Regions from separate parts of the Mus musculus genome. Here all the other regions are linked to region 2. A link is a contact called in public ChIA-PET and HiChIP or PLAC-seq data. All regions are on one chromosome and are shown on one strand. Each heading gives the region's core, a stretch centred on a gene start, on an enhancer-like site or on the middle of the called end of the contact. The rest is flanking DNA. Distances are from core to core; before and after follow the strand shown. Region 1 overlaps Gm36408 (a long non-coding RNA gene). Region 2 holds the start of Ndnf (neuron-derived neurotrophic factor). Region 3 holds the start of Hpgds (hematopoietic prostaglandin D synthase).

The links. ChIA-PET counts read pairs in DNA pulled down with a chosen protein or histone mark. HiChIP or PLAC-seq counts read pairs in DNA pulled down with a chosen protein or histone mark.
Region 1: a contact with region 2 is called in an H3K4me3 HiChIP or PLAC-seq map of neural tube, with 4 times the contacts expected there. The contact joins the enhancer-like site here to the promoter of Ndnf in region 2. A contact is called at or near these places in 6 of 39 promoter capture datasets (cranial neural crest, embryonic stem cells, hippocampal neurons and 1 more) and 3 of 115 datasets of contacts at active chromatin or transcription factors (embryonic stem cells, neural tube and stem cell-derived neural progenitor cells).
Region 3: a contact with region 2 is called in an RNA polymerase II ChIA-PET map of memory CD8 T cells, with 61 read pairs. The contact joins the promoter of Hpgds here to the promoter of Ndnf in region 2. A contact is called at or near these places in 10 of 39 promoter capture datasets (the 3T3-L1 cell line, 3T3-L1-derived adipocytes, the HPC-7 cell line and 7 more), 2 of 484 Hi-C or Micro-C datasets (CD4 T cells and CD8 T cells), 2 of 115 datasets of contacts at active chromatin or transcription factors (effector CD8 T cells and memory CD8 T cells) and 1 of 9 other capture datasets (macrophages).

Annotation. Positions count from the first base shown.
Region 1 is chr6:66,198,628-66,202,597 of GRCm38.p6, reverse strand. All of the region lies in intron 2 of Gm36408 (a long non-coding RNA gene), which reads left to right. Among named protein-coding and RNA genes, the nearest start is that of Gm36408, 72 kb to the left of the region's middle. Within about 2 kb of position 2,272, at least 27 of the 459 cell types and tissues checked have an H3K27ac peak or open chromatin away from gene starts, as enhancers often do. A contact at or near this core is called in neural tube, where this site is marked.
Region 2 is chr6:65,669,619-65,673,220 of GRCm38.p6, reverse strand. Ndnf (neuron-derived neurotrophic factor) reads right to left here and starts at 1,610. Exons shown (of 4, transcript NM_172399.3): 1 at 1,120-1,610. It overlaps Gm36144 (a long non-coding RNA gene), which reads left to right and starts at 1,974. Exons shown (of 2, transcript XR_869148.1): 1 at 1,974-2,362.
Region 3 is chr6:65,142,162-65,146,052 of GRCm38.p6, reverse strand. Hpgds (hematopoietic prostaglandin D synthase) reads left to right here and starts at 1,323. Exons shown (of 6, transcript NM_019455.4): 1 at 1,323-1,380.

The sequences.
Region 1 (3,970 bases), core at 1,023-3,522, 530 kb before region 2:
TCATGTTGTAGGTAGGAGTAAGCATTAGAGCATGTTCTAGTCGCCTTTGATTTCCTTCTGCTGATGGGCACTGTAATTGCTTTCACACTTTAGCTATTGTAGATAGTGCAGCTATGAACATAGGTGTCCAGATATTCCATGTCTTTGAAAACAGTATCGTCTTTACTAGAAAGATTCATCTGCTTCTAGTCTGTTTTAGACATTTTAAGATTTAAAAATTTTGAATAATGGCAATGCACAAATAATGAATTTGCTATCTCCATTTGTAGCACTACTCCCTGATGATTAAGCATTCAATTATATGAGCTTATAGGGGCCATTCTTACTCAATCAATCACAAGTGTGTAGATCAATGAATATAGTTCAGCAGTATAAATGGCTTTCATACTAATGTGCAACCAATTTTCAGAACTGAAATTTTCAGTTAGAATTCTTTATCCTTTAATAGCTTCCAATTACCCACTTCCTGAGTCCCTTACAGCCACCATTGCACTTGGTTTTTCTGTGAGATTGCTGACATGTTTGATGGAAATTCAGTCATACAGACTTCATCTCTTCTTACTGGCTTATACACGTTATAGTAGCCTCCATATTTTTGTTTGTGCCTAGAGGGAGTCAGCTTGATAGAGAAATACTTCTTTGTCTGGGCAGCACTTCATCAAGCAAAACTTTTGCAGTATATGTGTGAGGGCTGGAGTCTTGATCCCCAGAACACAAATTTTAAAAAAGTTGGCTACTAATAGAGCAAGCCATGAGAAGCAATCCAGTATGTAGCTCCTTGTGGCCTCTGCTTTGCTTCTTTCCTCCAATTTCCTGCCCTGACATCTTTTAATGATAGACTGTGATGTGGAACTGTAAGCTGAATTAAAGACTTTTCTCCCCAAGTTGCATTTGGTCAAAGTGTTTCCTCAGAGAAACAGAACCCTAACTAAGACAGAAAATTTGCACCAGCAGTATGATATTGCTGTTCGACAGATTTGGCCATGTTGTTTTGAGAAGTTTTATAGGAGTTTGGGACTTTGAGGTAGACAAGCTATTGAACCATTGCCAGCTCACTGTGGTGTTCTATGGGTGCTTAGAAGATAATGCAGAGAGAAATTCGGGCAGTAGTCCTGGCCTTTGAAGATTCACAGTGAAGTAAAGACTCTTTTGGTACCTTTGAGTGATATTTTATAGTAAGAATCTGTGGTTCTGGTTAGCTGGCTGAAGAATTGATTTTGATTGACAAGAGACCAGAACTAGTACAGTGAGACATTTGCTTTGCCAATCGAGGGGGAGATAGTGGCTTAGAGTGGAACCATCCCATGTATGCAAACTTAACCAAATAGGAACAAAGTCACTGAAGGGGAAGATATTGCTACTTGTGCTTCTTGACAGGATGCAACCAGAACACAGTATTGTGCTGTGGAATGACCCAATCCCAGGATGTTCTGGCAAACAGGGTGAAGTCACTTTGGGTTCTGAGGGCAGGATCTCATCTAGATTCAGAGACTCTGGCACAATGGGCAACTGAATGGAGTCATTTTGTCCTTGCAGCTCCTGAACCAAAAGGATGAAGATGAATTTTAGTGGGAGCTGATGAAATTTAAATGTCTTCGACTTGGATATGTACCATCATTTCCTACTACTAAGATTAGATGACACTACTACTAGAAAGTCTTTTGTTTGGGGAATGTAAGCAAGGGTGAGAATTTGAATTCTAGCTTGATATTTTCACATGCTGGGCAAATTGAATAATATCTCTTAGGACTCAGCTTCCCTATGTGAGGAATTCAGATCACACGATTGCTGTGATGTTAAGTGGAATAGTTTACTCACAGCATGTCTTGTAGCATGGAACATACTCTAGAATATCATCATCATTATTCTTTGGACTTGGTTCTCAGGACAGTTGCCTCCCTCCTAGCCTTCAGACTCTCCTGAGGCAGGCAGCACTCTGTCTATTCACACAGAGTGAGTTAAACAAGGTCTGGCACACATCAGGGGTCCATTCATCTTTATCAGTGAGTAGATAGCTGTGGAGTGATGCATTCTGTGGGAATACCCTATTTATGGCCTTGGCTCTCATGCAGACTGGGGATATAGGTGACAGTGGGCATTATCTGGATTTCTGCCTTAAACTTTGGTGTTTAGAATCGCAGAGGGAATTGCGAGGATTTTTTTCTGTGACGTCCTTTGCCTGCCGACAGATGTTACCAGAGCAGTCAGTGCTGAAAACACGCCTCTAGTGTGGCTGGAAACCATCAGTGGAAAACAGTCTTTAAATAAATCTACACAGTCTGTGTAAAGACATAAATTTTCGCTTGGAGGAAAGGACAGGAAGTGAAGTGTAAAGTGCTGCAGCTGAGGGTTTCTGGGTCACCTGATTCCATTGCAATGACAAATCACTTCCTCATGAAAGGAAAGGCCAGAAACAAAATTTCTGTTCAGTTGGATTTATTTAAAAATTTGAAATAAAACCTAAAGTAAAGGAGTGAGCAAGCACACTGTTCCCAGACTCGACTAATACACACATAGTTAGCAATGCTAATCCTTGTGATTTGGACCACAGGGCTTGCTTACATGCCCCCTTTGGGGGACACTATATGTTCTTTGTTACTAATGTAATCTAATTTAAATAAAAAACTAAGAACCAGTTTGATGGTTACCTGAAATATTTAGTACATCAATAATAAGCAATACTACTAAAACTATATACTCTTAACACCAGACCGTGTGTTATGTAAAAGTTAACATTTTAGAGTATCAAGAAAATGTTTGGTGCTTAGGTGCTTTGTGTCTTTGTGTAGAAGTGGTTTGGAAAAAATAAGCACACAGGGTGTTCATATAGTTTCTGATTTGAAAGAAGCCACTTCACTACCCACTTCCCAAAGCAGATTGCCAATGCTCATAACGAGAGAGGTAGACATTGTCTTTTGTCTTCACATAAACACTATAGCTCTGGCTGTTTGGAAATGAGGGAATGAAGTCTTGAAAACAGCCAAGGTTTAGATTAATTTTTTTTTTAAAATTCTTTGATGCCATTTATAGTCTTGAAGTCTCTGGCTAGATTAATTGCACATATTTAGCATAGAAGTACATTCTCTATTTTGTGGCTCTTAGGGAGAGACTACAGTTTTGTTTGTACTTTGCGATATCTTTCAAGTAGAGGAATTACTCTTGTTGATTAATGTATGTGGAAATTTGGAGTCTGTCATTTGATACTTCAGTGTCCTCCTGGTATTGTTTTAGGAGCCCACATGGGCTGTTTAATCCAGAAGAATGAATGTTTGGCCAGCAATAGAGTGGGGTACCAGTCCCAGTACATAAGTAACACATCTCCTCAGGGAGCTTTGATTTCCTCCTATGAAGGCAGAGAGTCTTAATAGTCTCTCCAGACTGATGCCATGTGAAACGTTCATATTCAATCATAAAGACCTTTGAGTATCACTTATCATACTTCCTTTTCCAAGGAAACAGGATACATTCTGGGTGACTTCCTTATTACTTTATCATAGTATATTCTGTCATAGTTTAGAGTGGGTCTGCTCAAATGGAGACCAGCTTGAGAAAGTCCATGCTCCCTATCTCTGCAGCTTTACATGTGAGCAGTGGGAGAAGAGAACTCAGATTTCATAGTCTGCATGATTTAAGTTTAAACTCTGACAGTAATACTCTACCAACATGGCTATAGTGTATACAGTGTGAAGTTTATAGTAAGTGTGATTTGTAGAGGTCTGGACAGAATGAAGGAAACTGGGAGATTCTGGGGCATCAAAAACTCATAGCAGGAAACCATTAATTCACTAGTCCAGAAGAGAGAACAAGAGGAAATGGGCACCATCCTTCCAGAGAAAGTTCTGAAGGAGCCTACATTGAACCTTTAACTCTAAAAAAGAGTGTCTTGCACTCACCATTGTACTGCAGAGCAATGGAGAAAGGCCAAACTTGACATTGCTCTCATCCCACCTCTGATCTGCTATGTCCCACC
Region 2 (3,602 bases), core at 361-2,860:
AAGAACTCTGTTTATATATATCAGAGACTTTTAAAGGTTTATTCTCCCATTCCAGGTCTTGGTTTCAGGGAGCTAACGGTCCCCAGAGCAAATAATGGACAGCGCCCTGCAGGGACAAGGAGGAGGGTGGTGACCTGTGGGATTGGAGTGAGCCAGCTCCGAGCCACCCTTCTGCAGCTGGAGCGACCGACTTCAAGAATTCTCACACCTCGGCCTGGGACGGGGAAGAGAGTTTGAGAATGAAGCTCGAGCGACAAAATGAAAGAGCACACCAAATCACAGTTGCGAAGCGCCCGCCAGGGAAGAGCGGAGCGGGTCTGTAAGCTAGCGCTTTAACTCCGCAGGCTCCCTGCCCGCGCGACAAGGAGAAAGGTGGCTCGGACTAGAGAGCTCCGGCCGGCACACACACACTGGAGAGGTCACCACACAGGGTGGCCGCTGTGGTGGAAGGAGGGTGTCCGGACCTCCGTAGCTACTCTGCTAAGCTTCGGAAAGTATGAGCGGGACCTAGACCACCCAGCTTAGGGAAGTTTCTCTAAGGATGCTGGTCTGCGTGGCAGAGGACAAATGAGGAGAAAGCGCGGGGTCGCTGGGCTAGTCCCAGAAGATTCCTTCCACCGCCGAGCAGCCACCGTCTGCATGGAGCCCACCTCCGTGCTCCACTCCGCGAGTCCTGTAAGCTTCGCAGACCCACGCTAGTGCCCCCGAACACCTCCCGCCCCAACACCCAGTCCCGCAGAACTAGCACATATGGAGGACTTTGAACCCGGGGAGAGAAGCAAGAGCCCACCGCCAACCGGCCAAAGTCAGTGTCTAGTCAGGGCTAGGATAAAGCGGGCGGTTCCGGGGTTCCACTCCAGCCCGATGCAGCGTGTCCACCTCCCCAGCACTGCCGCTGTCTGCCCACCAAATACATCAGAGACCCAGCCACAGACCGACCAACTCAGTGAGAGCTGCCCACGTCCGTGTTCTAGAGAGTCTCTGGTCGCTCCTTTCCCTGTGTGAGGATGCACCTCAACCCCGACCATAAACCAGCCCTTAGATGCAAATGCAGTCGGGCCAGGTCCGCACCGGCGCAAGAAGGCGCCCGGGGAGGTGAGATTCGATCTTGCTCCTTACCTTAAAGAATTTGTTTTTTCTAGTGGGAAGAAGAAAGTTTGGTTGGTTTTTTTTTTCTTCTTCCCGGGGGGTGTGTGGTGCGGAAAAAGCCCAGGTCCGGGGATCCTACCAAGATGTCAAATACCAGGATCCACGAACCGAGGGGACGTGCACGCTAGGGCAAATGTAATGCCCAAGTGTCCCAACTTTGTGGCGGGCGCTGCAAACTTCCAACACAAGCAGAAGGCCGGCGACACGCAGCCGCAGAAGTTGCTGCGAAGTGGCGCAGACGGCGGCGCCGGCCCGGGGGTCTCAGGACAGCGCTGGTCAGTGCGGGCGCTGGGTGGCGGGAGGATACTGAACGCGCCCGTGGAGCTGGCACTGCCGGACGACTGGCTCGCTAAACGCCGGCGCGGGCTGCAGAGACAGAGCCCCGTGCACCAGCCACAGAGGCGGCGGCTCATACGCGGCTCGCTAAGCTCTGCTCTCTCGCCGCTCCGGGCAAGGAGTGTGCGCTGGCTCCTGGTGTCACTGCAGAGCTTGAGCCTCTGCCCCTCCCAGCCCGCCCGCCGCTGCCCGCTGCCCCGCCTTCCTCTGCCCGCCGCTCCCCCTTCGTGCCTCGCGCCCTCTCTCCCGCTGCGCGCCAGCGTGCAACACACACACACACACACACACACACACACACGCACGCACACACACATACACACACACACACACACACACACACACACACACGTTCCTTTGCTGCCTCTCTCGCGCATACATTCCGGTCCAACGACCAAGTACTCCTCACACAAGACCCTCGTGGGGTTGCAGTCTGGTGGGGGTTGGGGGGGTGGGGGGTGGTGTCACAGGACACATTGCTTTCTTTAGGTCCCTGCCACCGGGGATGGGGAGAGGGGTGGGAGGGCGCCTTTGAGACCCCCAACAATGATGCACGACTAGACGCGCACGGGGGACCATCTCAGTGTCCAGAAGCCGGGGAGCACAATGGAGAGGAACTCTGAGCTTGGTTAGTGATCTGGAGTGTTCAGTTGGAAGACTGGAGGTTGGAGGAAGCGAGCGAGCGAGCAAGCAAGCGTAGAAGGCGACTCTCGCAGACCGCCTGCCCCAGCCTTCACTCTGGAGCGTTTGCCTCTGCAAATTCAGCCTCTGGGGCTTGAAACTCAGCAGCTGTTTTAACAATTGAAAAAAAAATGACCCTACAGGACCAGTGAGGCCCAGCAAAACTTGGAAATCCATTAAGGCTGACTAGGTAATTATGGTAAGAACTTGCTTAATTAGCAACCTGGCCTGAGCCTGGGTGTGTGTATGGGTATGGAGTAATATTTAGAAATCTCATTTTCGTGACTGAGAATCTAGACTAGCAAGTCTCTTTTCCCTTCCTTCCTTCCTTCCTTCCTTCCTTCCTTCCTTCCTTCCTTCCTTCCTTTCTTTCTTTCTTTCTTTCTTTCTTTCTTTCTTCAGACTCTGGCTTTTAGGGAATCAAGTTCTAAGAATATACTACACAGGATTCATTAATAGTGTCTGTATTGAAAACATGAAAACACTTATCTACTTCCATTGTCACCAAAGCAAAGATAAGATGAAATTCAACCTTATCGAACCCTCATTTATAACTATAAGCTTTCTGTTAAATGCCTTTGAAAAGCAAGCATCTTGCAGACAGCAGTTCAGCCCACTTTCCAAAGTTCTGCTGCTAGGGGGTCCACTACTACTCTAGGTGGGTTTGTTAAATGCTTCCATGCTGTGACATAGTTTAGTAAACGCCATAAAAGGCTTAGAAGGTGCTGGGATACAGATTTCAGTGCAGAACTCTGGAGTATGGTGGAGTCCAGGCAAATAAGGATGGAGGAGGGGAAGGAGGAGAGCACTCTGCAGAGAAGTAAATGAAGAGGCTGAAACTTGTCAGAGTACGTGGGTGCCCTGGGAACAGGGAGAAGTTAGGTGTGGCTGCATTGCAGGTGCAGTGAGCAAGGCCTCCCACCCCAGGCTCCAGGCTCAGGGAGGCAGAACTTCTGAAAGTTACTGTTGTTTGGAAAATGATTAAAGTTGTTAAGAGGAAGCAGATCATAAGGTTGGTGTCATTGGGTACACATTTAGAAAGGTCACTCTGATACCTCTTAGGAAGACAAATAAGAGTGACTTAATAGTGAGGAAACTTCTGCAAGGTAGAAACAAAAGTAGGTCTCAACCAATGAAGCTGAGTGGCTGGGGCCATTTCAGATACATTTAGAATTTGCTGACAGGGGGTTAGTAAGCCTTATAGGAAGGTGGAAGAAAAGGGTTAATTCTAAGTTTTCTGGGTGGCACAAGACAGGCCATGGTGCCACTAGCAAGGAGAAACAATACAAAGAAATAGAGAAAGGTATAGAGATGATAGAAATATACAGGTAGAAATAGATAAATGCATATATATTTGTGTGTATACATGGTCATGTTTTCTGCTTTACGTTTGTGGAGCAAGGGTGTTGATAATGTCTGAATTCAACATTGTGTTGGCA
Region 3 (3,891 bases), core at 74-2,573, 530 kb after region 2:
TGTGAGACTATGCCGGGGCCTAGCAAACACAGAAGTGGATGATCACAGTCAGCTATTGGATGGGTCACACGGCCCCCAATGGAGGAGCTAGAGAAATTACCCAAGGAGCTAAAGGGAACTGCAACCCTATAGGTGGAACAACATTATGAACTAACCAGTACCCTGGAGCTCTTGACTATAGCTGCATATGTATCAAAAGATGGCCTAGTTGGCCATCACTGCAAAGAGAGGCCCATTGGACTTGCAAACTGTATATGCCCCAGTACAGGGGAACCCCAGGGCCAAAACGGGGGAGTGGGTGGGTAGTGGATTGGGGGGGTGGGTATGGCGGACTTTTGGGATAGCATTGAAAATGTAAACGAGGAAAATACCTAATAAAAATAAAATTAAATTAAAAAAAAAAAAGAGTTGCCCCTAGGTATGATTGTTCTGGGGACATGAAAAGCACCGTGTGGTTTCAATGTCTCATTGGGTAACTTCCAGATTTCAGGATGCACAGGCAGATATTTTATTGGACATTTTCAGTAAGCTGTGCTAATATTATCACTGAAATTAAACTTGTGTTATAATTTAAAGCTGATAGATATGAGTTCCTACTAGAAAAAGGTACTCTCATGGAGTATTTGAATCTTGTACACTAAGACTCTTTCAAACTGTGGACCTCTTCCAAGAAATGAGTGTAAACAGAACTCAAGCAACCATGCAAATGTAGTCTTTAAAAGTCTGACCCATGCCGAAATGCTAAGAGCGTTCAGCCATCAGATAGAGATCAGGGTCTATGTGACATGTCCAACAATCCTGTAGAAGGGAGAAAGCTCAAAAGAGGGAACATTGAAGCACTGGATGTTACAGACACTGCTTGTGTGAGGGCAGGGACCAAACAAATAAATCATGCAGTGAGGGACGTCATGATGAAGAGCAAACGGTGAGCAAACGGTGCGTGTGCTGGGGGTGGACGCGGGTGAGAAGGCACGGGGCAAAGGCGTCTCCAGGGAGACTGGGAAATGAAGTAAGACACTTTTGTCTCTGTAAGAAAACGTGACAGGGCTTGTTTTCTCATTCCCCAGAAGTCTGTGGTGTAAGACTAAGAATAAAGAGCTTGTAGCAATCTGTACACACAAGCACCTGTGACTGCGACTTTACTCTTTATGCAAATACGTTGGACTAATGTAGAGAGCTTGTGAAATGATGACAAAAGCTACCCAGAGCTCTTTACAGGCTGAACTTTGGACTCGTGCATCTCATGTGAGAAAGGCAGGAAGGCTTTTAGGTGGAGGAAGTGGCCTCTGGCTGTCTTGTGACTGCCACTCATCACAGAAACCACTGTACAGACAGGAACTGAGACACGGAGACACGGCACAGGAAAGGCTCTCTGCATAGGTAAGTGACACGAACTCTTTCTTCTTTCTGTTTGATTCTCCCCGTCTTCCCCAGCTTGAGACTGTTCGGTGGTCTATATGTTCCATCTTAACAGCGTCAGCTCACTCCAGGCTTTCATACACACATGGTCACGTAGAAATCGGATGACAACCTGTAAGAGCTGTGGATCCAAAAGCTTCTAGAAATTCCCTGAGCATCACCACCCCTGAAGGAAAAAGAAAATCCCATCTTGATCATCCTTGATAACATCTTTAGAACTCTCTTGGTAACTTTCTTTAGAATGTAAAGCAGTATAAATTTTCATTTATGCCCCTTCAACCCTGTATACGTGTGCACACACATGCATGTGAGTGTGCGCGTGCTCTGTGTGTGTGTGTGTGTGTGTGTGTGTGTGTGTGTGTGTGTGCGTGTGTGTGTGTGTGTGTGTGTCCGGGGGCTTTTTTTGCATCACATTCTATCATGTTAAGGCATATTTGGTTGAAATGTGTCTATGCTTGTCCAAGAATTGCTTCCTTCACCATTTGACAGTAGAGATAGTTTAAAAGATTTACTTCAGTTCAGATGGTTGAACTTAACAATCCTAAAGAGCAGTGTAGCTACTCCCTGTGCTCAGGTGTTAACATAAAGCAAGCCTCGAAAGTGGCATTTCTCTGGGGGTTTTTGATAGAAAATAGAGATCCCAGTTCACTGATTCAAAATTAAGCATCCAGTGTTTGAAATGAGCAACTTAGCAAATAAAGTGTCATCTATTTCTTTTTTGATCTACATTTTTTACTCCCTACCAGTAAATTGTCCAGGTCTGAACTAAAACTCCCCTCCCCCCTTGCACTATGAAATCGTGAAATCCTGTACGCTCCATCCCCTAGTTGTTAGGAGCAGTGGCTTCTGTTAGGAGATGCCAGCATGGGCAAGATGTCCAACATGGACAAGATGTCCTGTGAACAGTAGCTCCTCAGCTGCTCTCTGCATCCAGCTCCTGCATTTTAAAATACCAGACTCTACACAAATAGAGGTGCAAACAGTGTGCCGTGTCCACCACATGTGGGGTGGGGTTAAGACTGTCGGCAAGACCAGGGATGCTTCCAGTTGTGTACTCCAGACTCAAGCTATTGCAGAATTGCTGGACATGTGAAAAGAACGTGGCAGGGAACCCCAAGTATCTCTGAGTTCCAGATATCTTTTATTGAAGTGCGAGAGTTCAGTTAGGCCACTGGTGTTAAATAAATTATAAAATTGGGGTTGCAACTAGCCATCGGTGATGACTCTTTCTGCCAGAGAATTGGCTTTGGATTTCTATCATCTTTTAGACATACAGACTACAAATATTATACTATTTTTAACTTTATTACTTTAATCAAAATAGCACAACTGCCTAATCAGACTTAAGTGATCTTACCACAATTCACATTCTATTAATATTTACATTAAAGGTGTCCCTGTTGACCACTCCCACATATTTCTTATGATCAACTGAAATATCGATATTATGAAAAGTAAAAATTGATACAAACCTAATAGAGTGGAAGCACAAAAGACAGACTGCTTCTAAAAAAGCACCATTAACCTATGTGAAATGTCTCCCCACAAGGTTAGTAAATACTAAGAATTTAATCTTACCGTGGCTAGAAGTCTATTTAAGCTCATGTGTTGCCCAAGGCCTTTTCTGCTCAGCCATGTGCTGAGGAAATGCTCATGTTATTTTCCAAATATCTACCTACTCAATCAGAAACTTTGCATGACTTCCCTTGGAGTGTTAAGAAAGAAGATAAACTTTTTTGTTCTCTTCGGGGTAAACGCTATTTTCTCTATGTGACATTCTTACAACAGCATGGGAGAGGAAAGTTCACAAATGAAGTCACCAGGAAAAATGAGGCCAGCATGATGCCAGAGGTCTCCAGCTCTATTCAAATCAGGTCCAGTCAAAGCGGAGTCAAATAGCAGGAGTGGTGTTTTTGTCTGTTTGGGTTGGTTGGGACAAGGTCTCTCCATGTAGCTGTGGATGTTCTGGGGCTTATATAGGCCATGCTGGTCTAGAACTCACAAAGACACAAGTGCCTCTGCCTACTGACGATTGGGGTTAAAGGCATGTGCCACTATGCCCAACTTGGCCACATCTCTTGTGTGAGGCAAATTTGAGTCTAATTATATGCATTCTTTTAATCTTGCCCCTTTATGTCCCTGCAAAATGTTCATATGATCAGTTTTGTTTTGAGGCTTTGTATCTCTAGACTTAAACAAACACCACATTAGCTTATTCACAAGGCATTTCCCACAAGCCCCACTGCCTGCTTGGTGAACTTCTCCCCCAGCTCATCTACTTCCAGCTGGTTTGGTCCTGACCTGTCATTTGAAATTTACAGTCAGGTTTACCGACAGATCTGTCTTGGCTTTTGAACGTAGATAATAGTCATCTCTCCCTTGATACTCCTCACATTATCTGCTGCCATCCTCTTTTACTAAACTGACTGGTCTGCTTGGAATTAGAGGTGTAATATATATGATTGTGCCACA